Regions from separate parts of the Danio rerio genome. Here region 2 is linked to region 1. Evidence: chromatin contacts called from public Micro-C data. All regions are on one chromosome and are shown on one strand. Each heading gives the region's core, a stretch centred on a gene start, on an enhancer-like site or on the middle of the called end of the contact. The rest is flanking DNA. Distances are from core to core; before and after follow the strand shown.

What was found. A called contact is a pair of places that touch in the nucleus more often than the background predicts.
Region 2: a contact with region 1 is called in a Micro-C map of caudal fin, with 4 times the contacts expected there. The contact joins the enhancer-like site here to the promoter of si:ch211-69l10.2 in region 1. A contact is called at or near these places in 2 of 18 Hi-C or Micro-C datasets (caudal fin and an unstated tissue).

Annotation. Positions count from the first base shown.
Region 1 is chr24:10,771,856-10,776,066 of GRCz12tu, forward strand. It overlaps si:ch211-69l10.2 (a long non-coding RNA gene), which reads left to right and starts at 1,894. Exons shown (of 3, transcript XR_223045.6): 1 at 1,894-1,993. It overlaps myca (MYC proto-oncogene, bHLH transcription factor a), which reads left to right. Exons shown (of 3, transcript NM_131412.1): 3 at 1-591. The coding sequence ends at 192.
Region 2 is chr24:10,818,712-10,822,722 of GRCz12tu, forward strand. It overlaps si:ch211-69l10.2 (a long non-coding RNA gene), which reads left to right. Exons shown (of 3, transcript XR_223045.6): 2 at 1,965-2,196. Among named protein-coding and RNA genes, the nearest start is that of si:ch211-69l10.2, 47 kb to the left of the region's middle. Within about 2 kb of position 2,005, at least 6 of the 62 cell types and tissues checked have an H3K27ac peak or open chromatin away from gene starts, as enhancers often do. A contact at or near this core is called in caudal fin, where this site is marked.

The sequences.
Region 1 (4,211 bases), core at 644-3,143:
GCGCTACGGGATGAGATCCCTGAGGTCGCGAATAACGAGAAAGCTGCTAAAGTGGTTATCCTAAAGAAGGCGACAGAGTGCATCCACAGCATGCAGTTGGACGAGCAGAGGCTGCTGTCCATCAAAGAACAGCTGAGGCGAAAGAGCGAACAGTTAAAACACAGGCTTCAGCAGCTGCGGAGTTCACATTAATGAATCTGTGTCACAAGCGAAAAGACTTTCCAAGAACTCCCACCCCCTGCTTTTTTATGCAAGACTGTTGCTGTGTATAGTTTGAACGTTGCATGTCAAATGCATTTTTTTTTTTCCTTTTGAATATTGTCAACTTTTTTCATGTTTGAAACTGCCAGTTTGGTTGGAAACTACAAGTTTGTTCAAGTAATTTGTATTTAAGGGATTTATTTTTATTAATAAAATAAGAAAAATATAGGGCTGCGCAGCCCTAGATTAAAATGTTTTTGTAAGTTTTTGTATATAACGAATTAATATTTCCTAAGAAAAATATTTTTGAACCTGTATTAGCTATGTGTTCTCATAAACCATATTCGTTTTCAATGTTTTCACTCAATCATAAAGGAATTTCTTTCTGAACTTGACTCTCTTGGTCTCATTATACACACAGATTAGACACTATTGAAATGTTTGTAGAGTGTTTATTCAGAAAAAATAGCTAAGTAATGTATAATACTGCATTTTGTTTACAACGAAAAGATGCCTGTCCAAAATGTTATGTGGGATTGCTGCATGAAATACACAGACAATACTTAAAAGCATGATTAAAGAATATAAATACTTGCATCCCTGCATCAAGATGAACTTGACCCCCCTCTGATTTGGCATTCAGAAGTCAAAAATGAAAGCTATTGAAATGTATGTTGTGGACCGTTTTGCCTGCAGGAGAAGTCCCTTTCAGGTGATTTAACGAAGCTGAGTCATTAAGATCTCTCAATCATGTCTAGAAGCAAGGCTCAGAGCATCTGCTATGGATGTGGCAAAGCTCTGTTAATGCAGTCTGAGCTGCAAACCACTCAGAAATCAGTGCAGCAGCTATGGAGACATAATTAAACAGTGTGAGAATTATAGCCTTGATTTCTTTAAACACATTTTAAAACTATATGTTGTGGTTCAGCTTAAGCAAGCTTTTCAGATCTTCTATTTATTTAATATATAAATTAATAAGCAGTACAAGCGTTAAATGTTTATTACATGTACGCAAGCTATTTCAGTTCCTGATTGACAAATTTAGCCTTCTGCAAAAAGTAATATATTACAATCTGTTGTCACTTAAAAAATAAATAAAAACTAAATAAAATAAATAAAATATTTTATTTAACTAAAATAAATAAAACTTAACTAAATATTTTAATGACTTTTTAAGGCCTAATGTGAATATAAATGTGCTATGTTGTTTTATGGTAATATTTTTTTTCTTTTTTTTAAAGAGATAAGGTTGACCTAAAATTGTAATATATTACTTTTTTTCCCCAACACTGGCAAAATGTAAACACAAGAAATAACCACTGCTACTGTGCTTACTACTAAAGCTAACCACAACCATTATTTTAATGAAGTGGTCAGACGCCACCATCTATATTGTCCCATAATTCTCACCATGTGTGGACACATGGTGATTGAAATGATTATAGTGTTTTCATATCCATAAAAATATAAATATCATGTATCAATATGAGAAGCTAATCAATGAGCATGATTGTCGCAGCAAGGCTCCTGCTTTGTCCCTTCTTTAAACGCTCAGTGTTTGTCTCCTGCATGACGATACTTCCACACTGACTACACAAAGCTGTGATTTTTCCCCGACTCCGCTGTATTGGGTCTGCGTGACGTCATCGACTGTATGACTGTACGCAGCGCGTGCCGCGGAGCGCGTGCTCTGAGCACATGGAAGAGGGCTCGAGACGAAGTATCCAAAGAATAACTCCACACCTGAAAGGGAATATCTGCAGAAACCGAATCAATTCTGGAACAAAAGAGGGTAGGTGCTGTATTCTTTTCCAATACTGTGCGTTATAATTTTGTTTTAGAGCCTCACGTGTTCATGCTGCACAAACTGATGCTTTGACAATAGACATATGTGCTTGTTATTATATGTATTCAGACGTTAGCCGTTTCATAATGTTTATTCACATTATTTCCAGTTTTCATAATGTTTTATGTATCTATTATTACTGCCTATCTAAGATTTGATTGTGTCATTGTAACACTTATAGACTATTATCTTTTATGTTCTTTGTTTTATGCTGTTATGTGTACCAAACCAATATAAGAGAATGTATGAACACCTCAGATCACACATATACTTAATAATGTTTAATATATGACAAAAAAAGCAAAATCAAACGGTTCTTAAGTAAGCATTTGCAATGTGTTTGCTTTGATTGAGCTCCTTTTGTCTATCAGATAAGTATTGCAGCCACATTGCACCACAACATCTTCACTGTTTTAAATAAAATTGTATATATATATATATATATATATATATATATATATATATATATATATATATATATATATATATAAATGATTGCTCCTGCATTAAAATATTGTTTTTGTGTCTCAGTAAGCTGCAACATATAACGGCTATTAAGTATATTAGGTGTTCTAATAAATGTTTAAAAGTATTCTGCATTAATACGTTCATATTCCATATTAATTAAGCATGATTCCTCACCAACAAGGTTATAATCGACCATACAGCATGCATTTATTGTTTCCATGCACGGAATATCCATTGCGTTCTCTTGTTTTTGATTTGATTTTAAACATGTGTGCTTTAAATGTTCATATGGACTTAAAAATACAATCATTTTTTATTTTCTGTATATTGTCAGCTGACATATGTATGCAGAAACCTTGCAAAAGTGTACAGGTGTGGTGCACAGATTTTGATGTACAGCTTCACGTTTTAGTCTGTAACAGTAAACGCCTAGTATGAAAACAGCAAGCAAGAGAAACACAATTAATTACTTTATGCTCTTAAAAATACATCACAGCAAATGTTAGCAGTGACTTGTAAGCAGAAAAGAAACTGGTTTCTCTGGCTCATCCTTCTCTAGGGTCACATGATTCCCTTTGGCAATGGCAGAATACGTCTGACTGAGGGAGGTAGACCACACACTAATACACAGTCGAGGTCTGTCCTGGCCTTGGGGTTAGTCTGAAACACAGACACAAATTGCAGTCTTAAAACCCTGTTTAACAGCATATAATAGGTGTATATAAAAGTAAATACAGGTGGCCTGAAATGATAAAGCTTGTGTTTATTATTTGCAAGCCACAAATTGAATCAATGAGTGATATTAATAAGCAAGCAGTAGATGATACACTTTGTTCTCTTAACAGACCTGCACTTGGCGCATTTAGTATATGTTGGTGCGTTATTTATACCTTCTTGTCTTATTGAACTCGCTTAAGTTTATGTAGCAGATTAAACATGACAAACATCAGTGATTGCACTTTTGCTGTTGCTCAAACTTTGAACAACATCTTAAGTGGATGTATTAAACTTTGGCACTTTGTGCTTTAGGAATGAATGATAAAGTCTCAGCCTTTTTAAGGAAACTTTAATTTTTAAGTGCCTTGTGAGTGTCACTTGATGGACCAATAGAATAGTTAAAAATAAATATATTTATTAAATTTGATTCATTCATTCATTCATTCATTTTCTTGTCGGCTCATTCCCCCTATCAATCCGGAGTCGCCCCAGTGGAATGAACCGCCTATTAAATTTATTTATTTAATAAAATCAAAATTGACTCACCTTCAAGTTGTTCCAAACCTTTATGTGTTTCTTTCTTTTGATAAACACAAAAGAAGTTATTATAAAGAAAGCTGAAAAACTTTAATATTCGACTTCCATAGTTAAACAAAAAAAGTATTATGGAATGCCCAGCAAACAACTTTGTGTTTATTAATTTGGCGTCTAATAGACAGCTAAACCTAGACAGCTTGGCTGAAACGAAGCTAAACTTTTAGCTTTGTTTTACCCAAGATGACTATGTTTATTAGACATCTATTAAACATCTTTTAAAAACAAAATAGGCTAGCTGGGTGGATACATGTTTTCAGCTTTTTTCAAAATATCTTCTTTCTGTTCATCTGAAAAAAGTCAAACACGTTTGGAACAAGTAATGATGACAGATTCTTCAGTTTTGGTTGAACTATCAAGTAAAACTAACAGGGTTAACAGAAAA
Region 2 (4,011 bases), core at 755-3,254, 47 kb after region 1:
GTTTTTCTCCGGTCTACCTCCGATAGAAGCACCTCCATTCACATTCTGTGAAGTTTCTCTTTTGGCTTGCTTTTGCCTTTGCTTTTTCTTTTAGTTTTGCCAAAGTAGAGTCATTACCATATTTATAAGGGGGAGGAGCCAGGTAGGGGTTTTGCTCTCATGCATGTGCACTCAGTTTCACGTTAATTTGTATGTACAAAGAGAATATTCGATTCAATTCAGCTTTATTTGTATAGCGCTTTTACAATGTGGATTGTGTCAAAGCAGCTTCACATAAATGGTCAAAGTAACTGGAACAGTGTAGTTCAGTTTTTAGTGTTTAAATTCAGTTCAGTTTAGCTCAGTTCAGTGTGATTTAAAATCATTACTGAGAGAGAATATGCGGGGGATTCCACATACACAGAGTTTCATACATCTGAATTTTTGACTGCGTTTGCACATTTACAGCTTTGTGCATAGGCAATGTTTTAGTATTAATTCGATGTCTTCATTCATGAGGCCCTTGGTAAGCGAGAAAAGGAACGGCATCACACCGCCCCATATAGCGTTCATTTTAGGGATGAAATGCAGCCATTTAAACTTTAAAATGTATATAGGACTATGTTTTCAGAATGAGCCTATGTTGATTTTTCTTTACTCTATATACTGTATATTTGTGTGTGTGAGTTTGAGTGTGTACAGTATGTGTGTGTGTATATATACATAAACCACAAACACCTATACATCACCACAGCTTCTTACAGCTGCTGCACAATCTATAGTGATGATCAGATAATCATACTCTATAATCTGATACAGAATTCACAGTCTGCTGCTGCTGCAAAGAAAAAAAAAAACCTCCCCTCAGTACTTCTCTGAGCATCATAGCCCTATTCAGGCAATGCACCTGTTGTGCGACATGCCTGTCCAAGTTTAACGCCACTAATTTATAGGCTGCAGCTGCAAATACTGTATGACTCCCCATCTTTTAAAAGAGCCGTCTTTGCAGTTCTACTTCCAGTAGCTGCACACAGCTGAGCAGCTCACCTAGAATCGGAACTAGGACAAATCACTTTCTGTTGAGCTGTTAAAACGAAGTTGTTCACACACCATGATTACATTTACACCTCACAGGTCTAGTTTACAGATTTCCACCTTAATTATGTTGGTTTTGAAAATGGTGCTGTCTGTCAAAACATGTGACTAAGCCGTAATCTACACTGCGTAACAGACACTTAAACATGTTCTCTCTGAAGTTCAACAATGGCAGCGTGTGTTAACCTGTTTTGAAATTCCAAGGTGAGGATGACATTCTGACTCACTGAACATTTAATTGGCGTTTAACTCGCTCTTAAAAGCTCTAATGGTAAATTACATGCTGTTTCCCAAGAGTATATTCTCCTTTTTCTTGCCATTAGTAAGCTGGAGTTTAGTGAGTCAGTGCGTCTCCTTGGCCTCGTTCACATGCTTTTCTTGACATCTAAAATGAGTTAAATATATGATAATGTGGTGCTAATGCATTTCGAGAGCATCAGCGAGTCCCGACAAACCTGTTCAAGATTTAGCGCAGTCGAATCAAGGAAATGCTTGAGGTCACTGAGTTCTTACAGGAAAACAGATCAAAGATTAAATAAAAGCTCACTTTAGCTTTTCCTCGGTAAATCTTGAGTGAATTGCTGCATAATTTAGCCGATAACTGTTGAAGATAGGTTAAAAGGCTAGCAGGAAGACACAAAAAGCATGTAAGTGTGTGGAAATAAAAATAGCTGAACCAGCTGTTGGGTAATTTTAGAAGCAAATTCTCTCTAATTTGCATCGTAAAAGGTATACGCTTCTTTCACCTAAGCGAGAGATGCTATTAGAGGTCCCTCCCCCCTAATGCATAGTAGAAACCTAATTAGTGGACATGCTCAGTTTTTATTATGGCTTAGTCATGCCCATTCATCCCTATAAACTGATGACTTGCCTACTTCATTTCCTCACAGACCTTCAGAACAGCTGCCGGCCTGCCTGTCGTTCTCTTGCTGGAAGCCTGAAACCAGAGCTAGGGGTGAATGCCAAACTTTTCAGGAAAAGACCTCCACATTCTGGCCCCCCGTGAGCTGACAGCTCTTTGCCATCAAAGTCAACAATACTGCTTTGCTGCAAGGAGATGAAGATCGGCTGTTGACTGCGGACAGCTGGGTTTCACACAATGGCATAAAGATGCGGAAAAGGGTAAGGAATGCTGTGGTATTTGGAGTCGGACAGAAACCGGTATATAGGCAGCATATTTGTATATGTATTATAAACTTCAGCTTATACTGGCGTTTTTGCATTATTTGTAATTGTTTATTAGTAATTTTAGCCCATAATAACCTATTTCTCCTTATTGGAAAGTTATGAGGCATATAATACAGACCGAATGGACCACATATAACACGTTTCGGCAGTTGTTTTTGAAATGCAGCCCCTCTTTGTGAAAGATCTGTAATGTTATTAGGGATGTAACAATTCAACTGACTTTCGATTCGATAGGATTCACGATACTAATCTCACGATTTATTCACAATCATTTTTAACACAATTATTTTTAAATAAAATGTTTTAAAACTCATTTAAGATGAAAAGCCCTCGATTTTTTTTCTTAACTGCTGCACATTTTTTGTTAAATAATATTTTCTGCCACAACCAAATTGCTGTTTTATAAACAAATGAATTCCAGAATAGAATAATACAGACTGAAGTAGACTTATTGATATAAACAAACTAAAACTGTGACTGTGCTGGGATTTTACATTTTATAAAAAGAAATATCTGCATATCTATGTTTTCTGGCATAAACTGAGCCCAGCTAGCAAAATTCATGTGGCTCAAATCCGACAATTACATCCGGCTCACATACCGTATAGAATGATGGCACTTGGGCGGTCCGCTTCTGTTTGCCAGATCTGGGCCACAATTAAGCCATAGCAATATCACATATTAGCCAGAATTCAACCAAATGAACCAGAACTGACCCTATTCTGGGCCAGAGTTTGTTTTTATTTTGGCCCAGATCCGGCCCACACCAGATACTTACATTCGGACACCACACAGAATGGAACGCTTCTGTTTGCCAGATCTGGGCTACAAATGAGCTACTACTACCCATATCTGGGCAGCACTGTAGTGCAGTTGGTAGCACAATCGCCTCGGCCGGATCACTTGGGATTTATGTGTGGAGTTTGCATGTTCTCCCTGTGTTTGCGTGGGTTTCTTTTGGGTGCTCCGGTTTCCCCTCACAGTCCAAAGACATGCGTGAATGCAAAGGTGTATGGGTTGTATGTTGTATGTGTCCCAGTGTCGGGTTGTGGCTTCAAGGGCATCCGCTGCATTAAACATGTGCTGGATAAGTTTGCGGTTCATTCCGCTGTGGCGTTCCATAATAAATAAAGGATCTAAGCCGAAAAGAAAATGAATCAATGAACATATGTCACATTGGGCATTTATTTCACAAAAAAAAAAAAAATATATATATGTATATATATATATAAAAAAATAAATATATATATATTATTTGCTATGTAATTTATTTCTGTTTATTTGCTTTTCCATAACATATTTCAGAGCTACGTAACTGTGACCATTTTACAACTCTTCATCAAAATTCTACCTTTTTTGGTACATGGTTGTTAATTTTTTTTTTTTCCACAACTTGAGAAATGGGTGAATTAAATAAAAATAAATAACTACCTCACACTGGAGGTCAACATGTTAAACTTTTTAAGAGGTCAATCATTTGTATATTCATTCAATCATTCATTTTCTTTTCGCCTTAGTCGCTTTATTATTCTGTGGTCGCCACAGCAGAATGAACCGCCAACTTATCCAGCACATGTTTTACACAGTGAATGCCCTTCTAGCTGCAACCCATTACTGGGAAACATCCATACACACTTACTCACACACATAGACTACAGACAATTAAGCCTACCCAATTCACCTGTACCGCATGTCTTTGGACATGTGGGGGACATGTGGGGTAAGTGAGGATACCCACACGAACACGAG